Linked DNA regions of Mus musculus: all the other regions are linked to region 4. The links are chromatin contacts, called in public Hi-C and HiChIP or PLAC-seq maps. All regions are on one chromosome and are shown on one strand. Each heading gives the region's core, a stretch centred on a gene start, on an enhancer-like site or on the middle of the called end of the contact. The rest is flanking DNA. Distances are from core to core; before and after follow the strand shown. Region 1 overlaps Pld1 (phospholipase D1). Region 2 overlaps Pld1 (phospholipase D1). Region 3 overlaps Gm42192 (a long non-coding RNA gene). Region 4 overlaps Fndc3b (fibronectin type III domain containing 3B).

Region 1 (4,143 bases), core at 1,051-3,550, 420 kb after region 4:
GGAAGGCATCATGTAAAATTAGGACCACAGTTAATGATGAAGACTCTCACAGTGGACAGAATGCCCAATTTTACATTTTATATATTTACCATAATGAAAATTCAAATGAAATATAATTAAGAAAAATATCAAGTATAGTTTGACCTACTTTTTGCTGAAATGTTCTTTTAATCTGACTCCAACCCCATCCTCCCAGCCAACAGAGCACACTGAAAGCATGGGTTCTCTACTGAAGGCTGCCCCAAATAGAAAGCTATGTGAACCTCCACCCAGTGTGTTGGAGCAGGTCAGCCCTCAGCCCAGGTCATGAGCTTGTCATGAATGAGCAAGACACAGAGCTTATGGGTCACTTCCTGGCCACGGTCTGGGAAAGAAGAGGCAGATGAGACCCGGTTCTGACTGCAGAGCCAGGCAGCTCCAATGAACAAGGTGACCTAGAAGTGCTTCCATCCTGGCTAGGAGCTCAGCTGACTTGCTTTATTAGCACGTGGGTGGGGTACTGTGGACATCACTGGAATGACTATGGGACGTCTCACAGGAATATACTTTAGTTAAGTGTCCACTTGGGTTCATGCAGTCTTTTAAATGTGGACTGTGGGAAAGTAGCTCAGGGCTTCCTGTTCTTCTCCTGTGTCCTGTTTACCATTTAAAGACTGTGCCTTGTCGCCTAACCAAGGCAGTAACCAGGGCTGTTCACATTTTCTCTGTATTCTTCCCAACTCAAACTACGTTTGCCATCTAGTGAGTAATCCTTGGCATTGCAGCAGTCTCCCTCAAATGCCTCATTTCTCAGCCATTGACTTTTCATACTATGGTCCCTTTGATAGTCACTTCTGCCCTGTGTTGTCATGAATATATGGACATTCAGACCCACCTGTCAGGTTTGACCATTAGAACAGAGAAAATTCTCACAAGAAGGGTCTCTTCCTCTGTTCACAAGAAGACGAACTATGACCATTAGGTATAATAAATGGTTTAAGCAGGATGACCCTTGAGAATTAGCCAGCAGAGAGAATGTGCTCAAGCAAACTGTATTTGTGCACTGTGAGGTATCCAGCATCTCTCTCAAGCTTTCTCTCTTTCCCGTGTATTCCTAAGCAAAGCCAGAAGCTTTAAGAGTTTGGGACTCTCGCTGTACATGTTGCCTAGTGGGCTATCTAGCCTGTGGTCAAGGATAGCTATAAAGTCAGCCTGATGCAAAATGTTAAACTCACACAAAGCACTATGAGAGGGTTTTCACTAACTCCATTTTACCATTCTCCAGCATAGCCTTAGTCGATGACAATGTCCTGCCTTGGTGTCAAAAGGCTTGATGTGTCTATCAGAGCATAGCATTCTGGGCTTCTGAATACACATCAAAAGAAAGAGCTGCATTTTCTTCTATTGTTCTAGCTGTCATTAAGAAGCTTCGGTTTCCTATAAAAGGTGGCCTGAAGATACTGTGTTCTATAAGCTGGGGATTTGAAAATGAACACTGGCTGGGACTTGCTCAGTGGGTAAAAGGTGGTTGTCACACATGTCTGCTGACTTAAGTTCGGTCTCAAGAGTCCATGTGAAAGAACAGTGGGAGGCGAGAACCAGCTCCATAAAGTTGTTCTCTGAACTCCTCACATGGGCTGTAGCGTGTGTGCCTATGCTCCATATATACAATAATAGTCCTTTTTTAAAATAAAGTACGGGCCATTGAGATAGCCCAAACGGTAAAGATGCTTGCTGCCCAGAGCAATACTCTGAATTCAATCTCCAGGATTCACATGGTAGAAAGAGACAAGTGAGTCTCACAAGTTGTTTTCATACTCTCTCTCTCTCTCTCTCTCTCTCTCTCTCACACACACACACACACACACACACATACACACACCTGTGCATAAATGTTTTAAAAATAAAATAAAAAATAACAACTAGTCACTCAGAATTCTTGAAGAATTCCCAGTAACATTCTCTGGCTGGAACCTTAGCATTCCTAAATACCGATGACTCTGTTTTGAAAAACATACTGAATCTTATGTGTATATTTGCTTCTAAGACATAGGTACCGGTACCCCCACAGTTATGAATCAAATGCCCACAATTTGCCAAGCTGTGGACTGCATAACTTAATAGTAATTATGTATATATATATATGTCTATGTATCTATGTCTGCACATATGGATACACATATTTAAATAAAATCCTATTTAAAATTACATAGTCTCATTATGGTAACACCCTTTTCTAAACTTTGGTATAAGTCACTTCCTACACCCTCTTTCATGAGATCAGCAAGATTTATTTTAAACTGCCTTCTGTCCTGCAAAGGATGATGAATGGAGAAGCGGAAGCAGACACGTTTCCCTCTTTACTGCCCAATTAAGTGTACCATACAGCATAGCGCTCAGATCCCATAGTGATAGCTGGGATCCAAGAGTCATCCAAGCTGAGTGAGGAAGGCTGTATGGAGGCATTTCGTTTGTCCCCAAAGCCCCATGGTCTGCTTGGATGGTGATGTAGCTGCTACTTGGTTTTATTTCTTTATTTTTCTTTTGCAGGGAAGGCCAGAGATATCGGGTGTACATTGTGATACCGCTGCTGCCGGGATTCGAGGGAGACATTTCCACAGGCGGGGGGAACGCTCTACAGGCAATAATGCACTTCAACTACAGGTACCCTGAACACCAAGGAGGGAGCTACAGTGTTTCTACTTATTTGCTCAGTAATGCGCTTTTAAACCTTAGTCTTTACAGGGTAATGAAATTCAGATGTCGCAGTTATCCATGGTGGCTCTGTCAAGTATAACAGCACCAAAAAACTAGTCATTCTGTGTATGTCTCTTTCTGTCTCTGTCTGTGTCTCTGTCTCTTTTCCTTCCCTCCCCTCCCCTCTTCTCCTTTCCTTCCCCCTCTCCATCTCACTATGTGCTGCCTGGAACTTGCTATGTAGACCAGGTTGACCTTGAATTTCAGAGACACTCCTGCCTCTGCCTCCAGAAGGCCCAGCTAGTGCCTCTTTTGTATTCGTTTTAATATATCATATTAGTGAAAAATATCTATGCACTAATCCCTTTATTGTTTCCAGGAAGTAGAGAAAAATAAAACAGGAGAAGTAAGTGCGAACACAATCCAGGTACAGTTTGAGCGCTTTCAGTTAGAGCAGAGAGGACAACCTGAATATGTTCTTTGTGTTTTACACTTTTCTAATCATCCTTTTAGGAGTTATGAGGGGGAAGAATGAGACTTTATAGTGGACCAAACAGAGATGGGTTCAGGGCCTTGGGCACACTTGGGTGGAGGGCGACATGCACCTTGCTTGGCTTCAAAGGACCCCAGTTGCCTCTGACAGTTTGAGGTGCCTTTGGGTGGGATTGTGGTAGTGTTTGATGGCCCAGGATGTCCTGAAACTCCCTGTGTAGCTGAGGCTGACTCTGAACTTGTGATCTTCTTGCATTTACCTTCCAAGTGCTGTTTGTCACCGTGCCTGGTTTGCAGTGCTGGGGACAACCCCGGTCTTCCTGCCTAGTTGTTGGTTTTGTTCTCCCACTGACTGCTACCTTGTGCCTGTTCACCTGCCAGGATTTTACCTGAATGATTAGTACTAATGCTGTTTCCCAGGGGTGAATCCACCTGGCTACAATGACAGCCTTTGCTCTACACATTCTGGCTGAAGATGGGTTCATCTCTGCTGTTGTCTGATGTGGGACATAGCCCTGTCATAGTTGGTGATGTTTAACTGCACTCTGTCTGCTTTCTTGGCAATTCAAATATTACTTTTGGAATATTGTCTGCTGTGATTATTTCCTATGATTGTTTCTTGATATTTTTGAACCAGCTGAATGATATACACATTTGGCTGCTGTTCAGCAACCCAAACTATAACCTTTCATTATGAAAAACATCTCTATTTGAAGGCTATCAGCCTTCCCAGGCATGCTGTATTGTTAATTACTTTTATACAACAGGCAGATGGAACAAAGAATTTTTGTTTTCTTTCCTTTTTATATAATTTTATTATCACTCCAGATCAAATATTTTCAATTTTAATTTTAAAATTTTTATGAGCACATACTAATTGTAAATAATACTGTGTTTGCTATAACATTTTCTTACAAGCATCTAATAATTTGATCATATCTACCCCCCACTTTTGTCCTCTCTCACTCAGGCCAC
Region 2 (4,228 bases), core at 712-3,211, 390 kb after region 4:
CCAGGAAATTCTCCAAATTTAGTCTCTATCGCCAGCTGCACCGTCACCACCTGCACAACGCGGACAGCATCAGCAGCATCGACAGCACCTCCAGTGAGTCCTGCCTTTGCTAGAACTTTCCTTGGCTGCACTGTGGGCCTTGTAGCCCTTGCCTATTTGCTTTACAAAGATCAGTGGTGGCATTCAGTGGACAATGTGCAATGACTGCCATGCATCCTGTGTGACATCATGGCACTGGGACACTGTGTTTTGAGACAGGGTCTCATGTAGCCCAGGCTGGTCTCAAACTCACTGTGTGATAGAGACTGATCTTGGGCTCTTGTTTCTCCCATGTTGGGATCACAGGCGTGCACCACCATGCCTGTTTTATAAGGTTCTGGGACTTAAACAGGTTCTGTGCATATAAGCAAGCACTCTACCTATTGGGCTCCATGCCCCCCTGTCTCCTTTGTCTCATTTTAAAAACATATTTATTATTAATACAATGTAATCATAGCCACTGTTGATACTTTTGATGGCTATAAAATGACTAGAGCTTTCTAAAATATGACAAGTTATAAAGAGAAAAGGAGCATTAGGTGTCCTTTATAAACCTTCATAGAATACATTTATTTATTTTTTCATCCAGAAATATATCAAGCTTGTATCAGCAGACATTAGATATTCTATATTGTATGAGTTTACATACCTTTACTTAAAGTGCTGTGGTTTTTCTATCACACTAGAACTTATGACTGAGTTTATAGACCTGCTTATTCTAAAAATGATTAAGTGTGCTTTCAAGTTTATAAAATTTGTTACATAGACATAGATATGTAAATATGTTTCTTTGTAAAACAAAAAAGAACTCTCAACTTTCTCCAGGTTATTTTAGCCACTGTAGAAGTCATCAGAATTTAATCCATGGGTTAAAGCCCCACTTGAAACTCTTTCACCCTTCCAGTGAGTCTGAGCAGGGGCTCACTAGGCACAGCACTGGTAAGTGACTGGCTAGTGTCAGAACCCCATGGGCTTCAGCTTTTGTTGCTTCCTTTGCTGCCCGACCACAGTGAGTGTGTGTTCGTGTTGTCTCTCTGGTCAGTCTTCTTGTCCCATATGTTAGGTTAGACCTGTTCCATGCAAGGGCACAGGTGCAAGCTCTGTACACCTGAGGATCTATTCCCCAGCAGTGAAGAGAGAGACAGCGACACACAGAACAGTCCCCTAGCACAAGGTCTATAATAGTCTCATAGCATGGACACTCACACACACATACACACACACACACACACACACACACACACACACACACCTCTGTTTGAGGCAGAAGGACTTCCTCTTGCTGACCTAGGGAAATGTTTTGAGGAGGGAGCCTGTCCTTGGATCTGATAGTACCTGGAGAGCTTAGGTGAGGACAGAAAGGTGTTACAGGTGAAGGAAATGAACCTCTCAAAGGCACGTGGGTGGAAAAGACCAACTTCTTACCTGTTACTAGGAAATGACCCTTGCAGCTAAGGCATGTGACTGGTGTTAAAAGGGTGCACTGAGGCAGAGTCCCAGACAAAGCAAGGAAAACGCAACTTCATTTGTTGGAAAAATGTTGATGGTTTTTGATTAGAACTAGAATGTTTTACATGGGGATGGTTAAAAAATGTTATATGATACCTTTTATGGGAAGAATCAGATTCCTAAAGAGTGAATTAATCAGGGCCTAAACTACGGAGGAGAGAATGAGGAAGGTTTTGGCAATCTCTTCCCCACCTCAGGATGGGGAATCACTACAGTAAGGCACCAGCAAGTGTGCAGATGGCCCAGCACTGCCTTGAACACCTGGGATACTTGACAGAGATAGCAGGGATAGCATCTCCTTTTCACAGAGCCCTTGACTGGGATGGCAAGGGATTTGCCCAGTGTGGTCCAGTTTCTCAGCATCCGCATGCTTAGCATCCACATGTCTAACTAGGCAGAAATGGAAACACCAACAACATCTTGTCCTTTGGCTCCACTCCAAGGCTACAATTCTGTTCTGCTAGATTAGGAAGTTGGAGCCCAGCTGAGAGGCCTGGATGAATTTCAGGCACCTGACCAATGAGGCTAGAACTTGAAGAGTAGTCCAAATGTTCTTCAGGAACCCAGTTATTGGCTTATTTTTAATTATATGTGTTTATTTTCCTGTGCTTATGTGTATATGTATAGACCATGGTGTCTGTGTGGAGGTCAGAGAACATCTTGCAGGAGCTGTTTTCTCTTTCTTCTATGAAAGGCCAAGAGATTGAACTTAGGTCTCTAGGCTTGGTGGCAAGCACATTTATCTACTGAGCTGTCACATGGACCCAGACCTAGCAATATTTAAAGGGCATAAGCTATATGTAATAAACTGAAGCTCAGAATAACTGGTAGTTTTATAAATCTAACAATATTGATACACAATTTAAAGTGGAAAATATTATATGGGAATATATTATATGTCTTAACAATTTAACATAAGGCTAATTCTTGATTGACTTATGAGTTTAGGAACAACTTGCACTATGTCTGTCTGTACCTGTGTGAGCCTCAAGGTTCTGAGGGCTGGAAGCTTCTGGGAAACTGAGGGGACCAAGGCAGGATATCTGTAGCTGTAAAGAAAAATTAAGAGCAGAACTGGAAAGTGTCTCTTCTGGTGTGTGTGGTTGATGATTTACAATTGAGGTTCAAAATGAGATAGAAGAATAAGGTTGCAGAAGTGTGAAAGAGGGGGTCTTTACTTTGACAATTGGTGGTGTGCACAAGGAGCAAGCGGGAAGGAGGCAGAAAGGTATCTGGCACATTAGGCCAAGCCCTGGTTGAGGGCGTGAGACCCACGTGATGATCTGAGGACACAGTGCTGATGGAAAGAGTCCTTGGCAGGCATTCACTGTCTCCTCCATTCATCGACTGGAGACAAGTTTAAAAGAAAAGGAGGAAGTAAACAGCAAAGATTCCAGACTCTGAGGATGATAAGGAAGTAGGGGGGTGGGGGTGGGGGAGAGACCCAAACGTGGGTCCCCTGAAATAACGGTATGTACTGCTAACCTCTGAGCCATCTCTCCAGCTTCCTTATGTACTTCATTGAATAAATACATGCTGAGCTCCTATGACATGCCAACCACTGCCCTAAGTACTGTGGATGAAATGAATGTAATAGATGAAATGCACTTAGCAAGCTGAGCAATAAGGCTACTTACACAGATAGATTGTTGCACATAAGTCAGCAGATAGTGATAAACTGTGTACACATTGAAGCCACATAGCAAACTTTCACAGAATGTCTTGCCATACAAAGGCCAATATGCAGAATACAGGTAAGACGACTGCAGAGTTTAATCAGAGAGACTACACTACATTTAATTCCTCTTTATGAGGTCAGTGACTATTGTAGGTTTTGTAACATGTCTTTTAATTCAGCAATCACTCAGCTATTCTCAAGGAATTTTTTCTTCTTTTCCAAATTATGTTGTAAGAAGGAGAACTCCAGGTTGACATTGCTTTGCTTGACAAAATGTTAAATACAAAATTTGATTCCTTTTCCATTTGGGAAGTCATCCACTGCTCTTTCCTTTGTATCAGATTTTGCATTGATCAGGGGGATAGACTGTAAGCTAAGACTTCTCAAGATTCTTGTCTGGGCTGCAGTGAGCAGGATGTGTAAGACTCTTCAAGGTCCATGGCAGATATCATGGCATGTATCTGCAATCTTAGCATTTGGTAGGCAGAGACAGAGGACTGTAACAAATTCAAGGTCAGTCTTTCTTACATAGTGAGTTTAAAGCCTGCTAGGGCAAATGACCCTTGTGTAAAAACAAAACAAGATAACAACAATGACCCTAAAGAACAAAAAATGTGTATTGTCTGCTAGGTGATAGTGAAAACAGTTTAAAATACTTACCACTTAGGACACTGGTAACACCATTGCTCAGCACTCTTGCTACAAGTGAAACCATCTTACCAGATCCCCAATAAGGCCTCAAACCCTCATCATACACCATTGCAAATCTACAAAGTTTGAAGACTGAATAGTTTCTAAAACACAACTCATTCAGGATGTGGGTTGGAACCACCCTTAAATATGAATATAGATCGAAAAGTAAGGTGTTGGGGATGTCGCTCAGAGAAATGCTTACCTCACATGCATGAGGCCCTGGGTTCAAGCCCTAACACTACACAATACTTGGAAGGTAGAGACTAAGAAAAGAGAGAGAAGTGGTTTCAGGATACTGTTTTATCATAG
Region 3 (4,325 bases), core at 1,057-3,556, 410 kb before region 4:
GCTACAAGTGCCAAACGACTTGGTTTCATGATATGCCAGCCTGGATTTTGAGTTTCTGAGGCTCCTCTGACATTTGACCCACAGCAGAGCAACTTGAGCACCAGTGTCCAAGAGAGCCATAAACATCTGCATACCACATTTCTCACTTCCGTTTATATGCAGACCATTGGTCTGTAGTAGGGGTCTAAGCCTCAGTCTACCCCTAGCCTGTCTCTTAAAATATGATAGGAGGGGTCCCAGTGATGGCCTTTCTCTGACAGTGGCATGCATTACTTCCTCTGCATGCCCTGAAGATGCTGGTGGGCATGTGGAGATCAGAGGTCCATCATCAGATCATTCCAGTCAAAGGAGCTCCCTGCTACTTGAGTGCATCTAGCTAAACATCTCCTCTTAACTGTGAGGGTGGCTCCACAGCTCAGTTGAGAATCTCAGTTGGAGGAAAATTTTACCATCCCATTGTGGACCCCTGAGTGATCACCATAGGCACACAGACCTCTCCTGGATTCAGAGCCTAGTGTGGGCTCTCTCTCTCTTTCTCTCTCTCTCTCTCTCTCTCTCTCTCTCCCTCTCTCCATTATTATTCTTACTGTGTGTGCATGCAAGTGCACATGCCATGGCCCACATGTGGAGGTCAGAGAACAACTTCTGGGGTTGGTTCTAATCTTCCTTGTTTGAGACAGAGTCTCTTGTTATTTACTGCATAAGCTATGACAGCTGTCCCCAAAGCTTCCGGGGACCCTCCTGTCTCTGCCTCCACCCATTTCTGCCTTCTTTCAGTGAAAGCCTTGGTGACACCCAGGGTGTCACCCACTTTGTGTGAGTTCTGGGGGTTACCCTCAGACCCCATGCTTGTGTGATAAACATTTTATCAATTGAGCCATCTCTCTAGCTCCTTCCTTGTCTTTATAAATATCATTTTCATTTCATAGGTGCACACATATCTGTGTACCTTGTGCTTGCCCAATGGCAGCAGAAGCCAGAAGAGAGCACTTGATCATCTGGAACTGGGTTTACAGATGGTTGGAGGTCACCATGTGGGGCTTAGGAATTGAACCTGGGTCCTACGGAAGAGCAGCCAGTGTTCTTAACTGTTGAGTCATCTCTCCAGCTCCCAACACACACAGAAACATACACACTTTTATTTTTAACTGAGACAAGATGGAATGTATACTATGCTGTCCTTGAACTTGTTTTGGAGCCAAGAATATCCCTGGCTTTCGAATCTCCTGCCTCTACTTAATTGCTAGGGTGAAGGACATGTGCTCCATGCCTGGTCCATAGAGCAATGAGGATCATACTTAGAGCGTCGTGCATGCTAGGCAAGCATGCTACCTGAGTTACACCACCAGCCCTTTGGCCCACCCTTGATGGCATATTGCTGTCCAGCAGAGATCATAGATGAGAAAGTTTTTTTCTACACTGGGGAAACTTTTAAGTGAAATGGGGGCTTGCCATTCTTATTCCAAGAATGTCCCCTACTTTAACATTCTCCAGAGTAGAAAAATGACCACACTCTGTGTAAAAGGAAGATTAATTTTCATCTGGATTTTTGTCAGGGGGAATAAATCACCTAAGGTACTCTGAAGTCCAGATCCAAATTTCCCAGAGTGCATTGTGAAGACAGCCTGCATTTTTCTCAGTCTGACCGTGTCAGTTCTTCGATCTCAGCACTGCCCCTTGGGTAAATTCCTTAGAATCTCCGGGTTTTAATTTCTCAGAGAGACAGAGAGACTCCAATGGCAGAATACCTGAGATTAGATTTAAAATAAAATGTGTTTTGCATAAGGCTTGTCAAGGTTTCTGTGGAGGGAAGGCGAATGGCTGGAAGCAGCTCTTATCATCGCAGCCGGCTGCGGCTTCCCGAGAAATTATAGGGAAGGTGGGCAGTTAGTTAGCATTTCCATTTCAGCTGTAATGGCCTCCAGGATCACACACACTTCAAGCGGGCTGCCTCGAGTCACCGGATTAGCAGCCCATTGTTTCCAGCAAGGGACAGCTCACTCAAGCGAGGCTTCTGTTGGAGAATGTGTTTCACATTCAAATGCACCTGCGGTTTTGTTTACATTTCTCCGAGATTTCTCTCAGATCCAGAGACGATCTGGAGAAACGCAACAGCCTGCGCCTCTTATCAGCTCAACGGTTCAGTTCTCTTATCTCCCAGCAGCACAAAAGGTGACCCCAGTGGAAATGCAAAGCACTGGTGATAAACACTCCCCCATCTTAATTCAGAAGCGTTCCCACCAGCCAGGCTGGGAGAATGCGGAAAGGTTTCGTTGACCCAGAGCAAAGTTTGTTCTGCCTGGTGACCACGAGAACACACGTGTTCATCCCGCCGACAGCGCGTGACCCTGCCAGCTCCCCAAGAGAGAGCGGGAGGCCCGCTTCTTGGCACTCAGTTTTCTAAGGGCAGCTTTACCCGTCCCAGACAGTTCCTCTAGATCTTCAGCTTTTAAATACCTTTCTCAAAATACGTGGGAGGAGGGCTGTAGAGACGTGTGAATTCTGGGGATTTGCTGGTCAGCCAGTCTAGTCACATCATCGAGTTTCACGTTCAGTGAGAGACCTTTTCTGATTTTCCCTTGATGACTGGATAAAGCAAATATAGTTTCATTTACTCCAATCTTAATTATTATATTTATTTGTGTGTGTGTGTGTGTGTGTGTGTGTGTGTGTATACATGCCAGAGCACGCATCAAGGTCATAGAACAGCTTTCATGAGTTGACTATTCACCACGTGGGGTGTGGGAATTTAGCTAAGTTAGCAAACGGCTTTCTCCAGTGAACCATAGCATCGCCCACCCCCGTGCCTCAATTACTAACAATAAGTCTCAGAAAATGCTCTGTACATCAACAGTAAAGCTTGTATATGTGTGCATTGCAGAAAAGCAAGTGAGGGCTAGACAGCTGAGCAGGGTTTAAGGAGGCAATGGATTTATCAGATGGGAAGACAGCACCAAGGTGCTTAAATGAATTGCTTTGTTTGATTTTGTTTCGTTTTGTTTGTGTTTTTGTTTTTGTTAACACTCTAAGTTACCTAAAAGCTGTGTGGGGTTTTTATACAGTTTCTTTTTTTAATATTTTAATTAAAAATAAACTATGTTTATATGTGTGTTACTTTGTAGGTATGAGCACTTATGAGTGCAGATCCACCGTAAGGCCAGAAGAGGGCGCAAGATCTCTGGAGCTGTTGTGAGCTGCCTGATAGATCGCTGGGATCTGAACTCATTCTTAGCAAGAGCAGCAGATGCTCTTAACTCTCTCTCTCTCTAGCCAGGCAACTGTATTTTAAAATGTTAATATATCTTTAGCTTTGCACTTATTTTTAGAAGGCAATTAAAATGTCTGAAGCGATGGCCTGATTTGTAAAATTCTTTTTAAGGGTTCAATAGTGCAAGAAGATTTTGCCCCCCTTTTATTTTGTCTTTTTATTTTTGAGACAGAGTTTTTTCTGGTTGCCCTAGAACTCACACTGTAAACCAGGCTGAATTCAACTTCACAGAGCTCTGCCTGTCTCTGCCTCCTGAGTGCTGGGATTAAAGGTGTGCACCACCATGCCACTGGCCCAGTGGCCCTCTCCATGCTCTTAATCATGAGTCATCTCTCTCCCACTACCGCTTCCTTGCAAAAAGATTTTTTTATTTTTAGTTATGTGTGTAAGTGTGTGTGTGTGTGTTTGTGTCTTTGTGAGGGCAGCACGATATTTCAGCATCCTGGGCAGGTAAAGTAATGGTAGATAAGAAGGAAGACCAGTGGGGGAAATCTATGTGGATCTGAGGCCCAACATGTCTGCTCCACTTTTGCATTTTTTGCTAGAGCTGTGAGTCGTTGTCCTCCCCCGCCCCCCACAGCCCCACACATTTGTTAGCCTGTGTTTGTTTTTTCTTAACTTGCTTTTCCCTGCGTTGTGTACTACAGTTGATGTGCCAAGGCCAAACCTGACTTCTCCACTGTCAACAGGAAACACAGTGCAAGGACTGTCCCCGGGAAAACCTGCAGAGCAGAGCAGGAAGCGTGGCTCTTCATGGCTCTGTGTCCGCAGAGCCCCCAGCACACCCACACAGGACAGCTCAGACTTACCGGGCTGCTTATCTATAACTGAAATCTAGACATTGAAAACTACCCAAGCCCTTCTTAACTTTCCAGAATCATTAGTAGAAGCCTTTCAAAACCGCACGAGCCCAGCCCTTCTCAAGAAATTGTGCTACAATGGGGTATTTTTCAGCAGTGAAGAAGAGCGAGGCTGGATTGTTTTTGTAGAAAAATTGGATGGAGCGTCTCATGTTTTAGAAAATAAGCACGTCAGAAGATAAATATTACATGTCTCT
Region 4 (4,072 bases), core at 547-3,046:
CACCAATTCTGACCGAAACCCTCATGATCTACCCTGGGAAAACAGAAGGACCGGTGACTTCCGTGACTTGCCATGAAGTCACACGGAACTCAGAACTGTTCGAGAGGAAAAGGGCAGGCTCTCAGTGCCAGACTGCAAAAGGAAAAAGGACACTGACAGAATCACACTGCCCAGAGACTTGATGTCAGGTGTTCAAGTGCAGCCTTTAGGGTAGATCTCACCAAAGGAAACTGCTGGGGACAGAGTGCTTAGGAAGACACCAGCCAAGGCGAGCAGTCCCGCAGGAAGAACTAACTCAGAAGCAGGGCCCAAGATGGCTTAGCAGCTAAAGTGCTTGTCATGCAAGCTAGACAGATTTAGTCCAATCCCTGGAACCCACAGACTAAACTGAGATCCACAGTTGTCCTCTGGTCTTCCCAAGCAAGCTATGTTACACACACACACACACACACACACACACACACACACACACACACACAGTAAAAATAATTAAAAGCAAAGGGCAGGGGCTCCCAAAGAGATATAAATGTCAAATGACAGCAGCAAAGACTGGGAATGCTGTGTTATTTTAAGGAGCTAGAAAATAATTGAAGAAAACTGAGGAAAAGACACACAAAAATAAAACACCCTTCAAAAAGCATTCATTAAAAAGCGGCGTGTTATAGCTCAAGCCTACAATCACAGCTTTTGAAAGTTAGAGGCCGAGGACTGGGAGTTCAAGGCCAGCTGCAGCAACACTGCTAGCCTGGGCAACAAGAAACCGTGACTCACAAAACAAAAAGTATATAATAAACAAATATTTCACAAATAAGGAAGACAGCTATGACACATATACATAAATAAAAATGCGGGTGGCTCCACAGATGGAGAAATCTTAACCCCTCAGGGGAGAGGAACAGGCCGGCTTCTTCAGCAGAGGTCCACAGCAACTTCTGTCTAGGGTGAGAGGCCCAGGAAGGCAATCCCTGCCTCTGCCTCCCATCACTCTGCTCTCCAGTCCCTCTCACATGCTGACTTTTGTCCTTCAATCACTTAGGATTGCATCCTCACCATGGTATATGGGCTGGGGAAGAACCATTAGAAATCAAAACGGAAGGAAAAAGAGGAAGGGGGGAGGGAGAGCGGGAGGGAGGAAGTGATGAGCACACTAAGACTGAATCACGAAGCAGGGCCTGGTGGCAGATGCCTCTGATCACAGCATGTGGAGGACCTTGGCAAGAGGACCGGGAGTTCAAGGCCAGCCTCAGGCACACAGCCAAGTCAAGCTGAGGCCAGCCTGAGCTACTCGAGATCCGGCCTGGGTCATAAAGTACATTAAAATATTATATATATAAAATCAGCTTTACTAAAATTACCAGATTCTGCCTAGAAACACTGGGGACAAAAAGGAAATGCCACTTTCAAAGAGGAGAAGAGTAGCTGGCAGCTGGGGTATAGGAGGCAGGTATGGGCACAAAGGAAGCCACTTGCCAGCCCTAGAAAAGGAAAGTGGTCACTCTGTCACCAGTCTACAAGACGGCCTGGGAAAGGGCAGAATGGGAACTGGACCCTTCAGGGCCAGGCTGGCAGGCACCAGCATCAGGCCATCTCCACAGCCTGTGTGGGAAGCCATTAAGAACCAAGACCCCCATGAGTCACACGGTACATTTCTCAGTACCGCCAGGCAGGTGACCACACCAACACAGTCACACTCTAACACACATCCCCAGTAACCTGTATGTGTTCCTGTGTGGAACTGAAAGGTTAACACTGCAGAAACAGCAGAGGTCCCCTTGGCTCTCTGCCCTGACTTCGTTAAGATTGTGCAACTTGTACAAATAGAACCATTTCCTGTCCGCTGCACAAAGCAGCTAATGGACTGGTACAATCCGGGGATGACTTAACGGAAGAACTCAGCCCACTGCTGTCTTACTGCACTGTTTCAAAAAAGAAATGAAGGGAAAGGAAACCGCTGGCCACCAGTGTCTGTCTGAACGTCAGTCAGTCCTTTATGATGTCCTCTCACACAGGTGGCAAACGACAAAGCCAGGAGAATCCACTTGACCGTAGCCACGAGACAATAAGCATCATACCCCGCCCCCTAACATCCTCTATTAATATAGTCCTAAAGGGTCGGCAGGACTGGCTCACCAGGCTCAGTCCCCAGAACCCACATGCTCCAGGACAGAACCAACTCCCAAAAGTCTTCCCATGGCTTCCACGTGAGTGTTATATATAGCACGCGAGCATCCACGGTCACACGCACACAATAATGCAAACGGCAGGCTTCAAAATGATATGCAAACCAGGCCATTTTGGAAGGAAAGCATCAAAACTGATACAGCTACAGCTCAGCTGGCAAAGTGCTTGCCCGGCATGCATGAAGCCCTGGGTTCGAACCTGCAGCCTATCAGACAGACATGGTGTATATGCTATACACCTAGCATAAAGGATCAGAAGTCCAAGGCCATCCCCGGCTACACAGTAAGTTCAAGGCCAGCCTGGGCTACATAAAACCCTGTCTCCAGAAACACCTGATATAAATTAAAGTTAAAAGTTCAGAAGCATCCAGTGTCCACACAGTATACATTCTAATTGTAGAAGACAAGTGTCAAAGAAGAATAGGAAGAAGGGGTGGGGGAGGGGAAGGAGGAATACAGCCTGGGCTCCCACGGCCCACATTACCCTCCAGTAAGTAAAGCTCTTTTGCGTAAGCTATGTGGTGTGAGTATTTATTATCTGCAAACACAATAAACCTTGCCTAAACACTCTCATTCTTTCTATCTATCTGCACACAAGTTCAGGGAGCACAGTTGCTTGCTGTCTTTAGTCAAAATTTTCCTATAGTTCCAAGAAAATAGAATTAGAACATTGCTTTCAAGTGAAAAAATCTAACAGAAATGTCCTACTGGTTCAAACACATGGCATCCCTATGTCACAACAGATGTCTCCCTCTGTCATTAAGTCACTCATTCAATAAACACTAACTGAGCATCATTGTTTGCCAGACACTATGTACAAGAGAGCAAGAAACACACGGTACCTGCCTTCAGTGGATCTAGATCTTTAGTGGGAAACTAATGGGAAGAGGAATCAGAAGTCTGTCCCTTCCTGGCCACCGCCCTGTCACACTCAAGCACCACCCTGAGCAGACTGCAGATCCTAAACTTCAGGTCCTGCCCCAGCCCATGTGACTCATCTGGTCACGTCATCTTCCTCCTAACAGGCAAACAAACATATGACATGGACCATACTTAAAGATTCTCCCCATTATGGAAGAAAAAAATCAGCTTTATAAGCTCAGGGGTACAGAGGAAAAAATGTAAAAATAAGTTTATTAGTATCCAGAATCCATACAGGTCAGAGTTTACTGGAGAGGAGTTGGGGCGGGACCAACTTATAAAAGGCTTCACCACAGCCGGCCACTAGCACCAACTCAGAACACAGGACTACAAACCCACAGGCCAAAGCAGTGAGTCGGACGCCCAGAGACGAAGCTCTGACTGGATGAAGATCCCATCTGGAGCTGGAGAGAGAGCTCTGCAGTGAAGAGCACAGACTGCTCCTGCAGAAGATCCAAGTTTGGTTCCCAGCACCCATACCTAGAGGCTTGCAACTGACTGTAATTCCAGTTCAAGTGACTTCTCACCCACTTCTAGCTGCCACCGCACCCTCACAATTTCTTGAAAACAAAACAAAACTACTATGAATCTTTTCTAAAAGTCTCCATCTCATTATTTATACCTTTTGTGGGGGGCTTCGGGGGTGCGGAGGCAGGGTAGGTCTGCTTCAAGACTGAATCTTAAGAATCTCAAGAAAGAAAATTTAAGAAACATCAGTTGGTGTCCACACTGTGAACAACCACCACAGTAATAATAACTCTACAGAAAGCAAGCATTGAGTAAGAAGGAAGTACTGGTCATTTAGAACAAAGATCTCTCACTGTCTAAGCAACTGACTTCCTGGCTAAATTGTCATTCCTAGAAAATCAAAATATGACTTCCCTAATGCTAAAGATCACAGGATGGCTAACTGGTTAGAAACTTTCCTCAATGAAGGGTCTTAATGGGTAAAAGAATCCAAAGGACAGGAA

What was found. Hi-C and Micro-C count contacts between places; a contact is called where the count stands out from the background. HiChIP or PLAC-seq counts read pairs in DNA pulled down with a chosen protein or histone mark.
Region 1: a contact with region 4 is called in an H3K27ac HiChIP or PLAC-seq map of microglia, with 6 times the contacts expected there. The contact joins two enhancer-like sites. A contact is called at or near these places in 3 of 39 promoter capture datasets (the 3T3-L1 cell line and liver), 14 of 484 Hi-C or Micro-C datasets (the HL-1 cell line, adipose-derived mesenchymal stem cells, brown adipocytes and 9 more), 4 of 115 datasets of contacts at active chromatin or transcription factors (bone marrow-derived macrophages, fibro-adipogenic progenitors, forebrain and 1 more) and 1 of 9 other capture datasets (embryonic stem cells).
Region 2: a contact with region 4 is called in an H3K27ac HiChIP or PLAC-seq map of microglia, with 5 times the contacts expected there. The contact joins two enhancer-like sites. A contact is called at or near these places in 1 of 39 promoter capture datasets (the 3T3-L1 cell line), 2 of 115 datasets of contacts at active chromatin or transcription factors (microglia and pancreatic cancer cells) and 1 of 9 other capture datasets (pancreatic islet).
Region 3: a Hi-C map of liver shows a contact between it and region 4, with 1.9 times the contacts expected there. The contact joins two enhancer-like sites.

Annotation. Positions count from the first base shown.
Region 1 is chr3:28,107,206-28,111,348 of GRCm38.p6, forward strand. Pld1 (phospholipase D1) reads left to right here. Exons shown (of 27, transcript NM_001164056.1): 22 at 2,530-2,643. Among named protein-coding and RNA genes, the nearest start is that of Gm42196, 67 kb to the right of the region's middle. Within about 2 kb of position 2,301, at least 1 of the 459 cell types and tissues checked has an H3K27ac peak or open chromatin away from gene starts, as enhancers often do. A contact at or near this core is called in microglia, where this site is marked.
Region 2 is chr3:28,078,325-28,082,552 of GRCm38.p6, forward strand. It overlaps Pld1 (phospholipase D1), which reads left to right. Exons shown (of 27, transcript NM_001164056.1): 16 at 1-93. Among named protein-coding and RNA genes, the nearest start is that of Gm42196, 96 kb to the right of the region's middle. Within about 2 kb of position 1,962, at least 3 of the 459 cell types and tissues checked have an H3K27ac peak or open chromatin away from gene starts, as enhancers often do. A contact at or near this core is called in microglia, where this site is marked.
Region 3 is chr3:27,281,260-27,285,584 of GRCm38.p6, forward strand. It overlaps Gm42192 (a long non-coding RNA gene), which reads left to right. Exons shown (of 3, transcript XR_880703.2): 3 at 3,123-3,202. Among named protein-coding and RNA genes, the nearest start is that of Gm42192, 23 kb to the left of the region's middle. Within about 2 kb of position 2,307, at least 66 of the 459 cell types and tissues checked have an H3K27ac peak or open chromatin away from gene starts, as enhancers often do. A contact at or near this core is called in liver, where this site is marked.
Region 4 is chr3:27,688,500-27,692,571 of GRCm38.p6, forward strand. The region is part of intron 1 of Fndc3b (fibronectin type III domain containing 3B); the gene reads right to left. Among named protein-coding and RNA genes, the nearest start is that of Fndc3b, 20 kb to the right of the region's middle. Within about 2 kb of position 1,797, at least 186 of the 459 cell types and tissues checked have an H3K27ac peak or open chromatin away from gene starts, as enhancers often do. A contact at or near this core is called in liver and microglia, where this site is marked.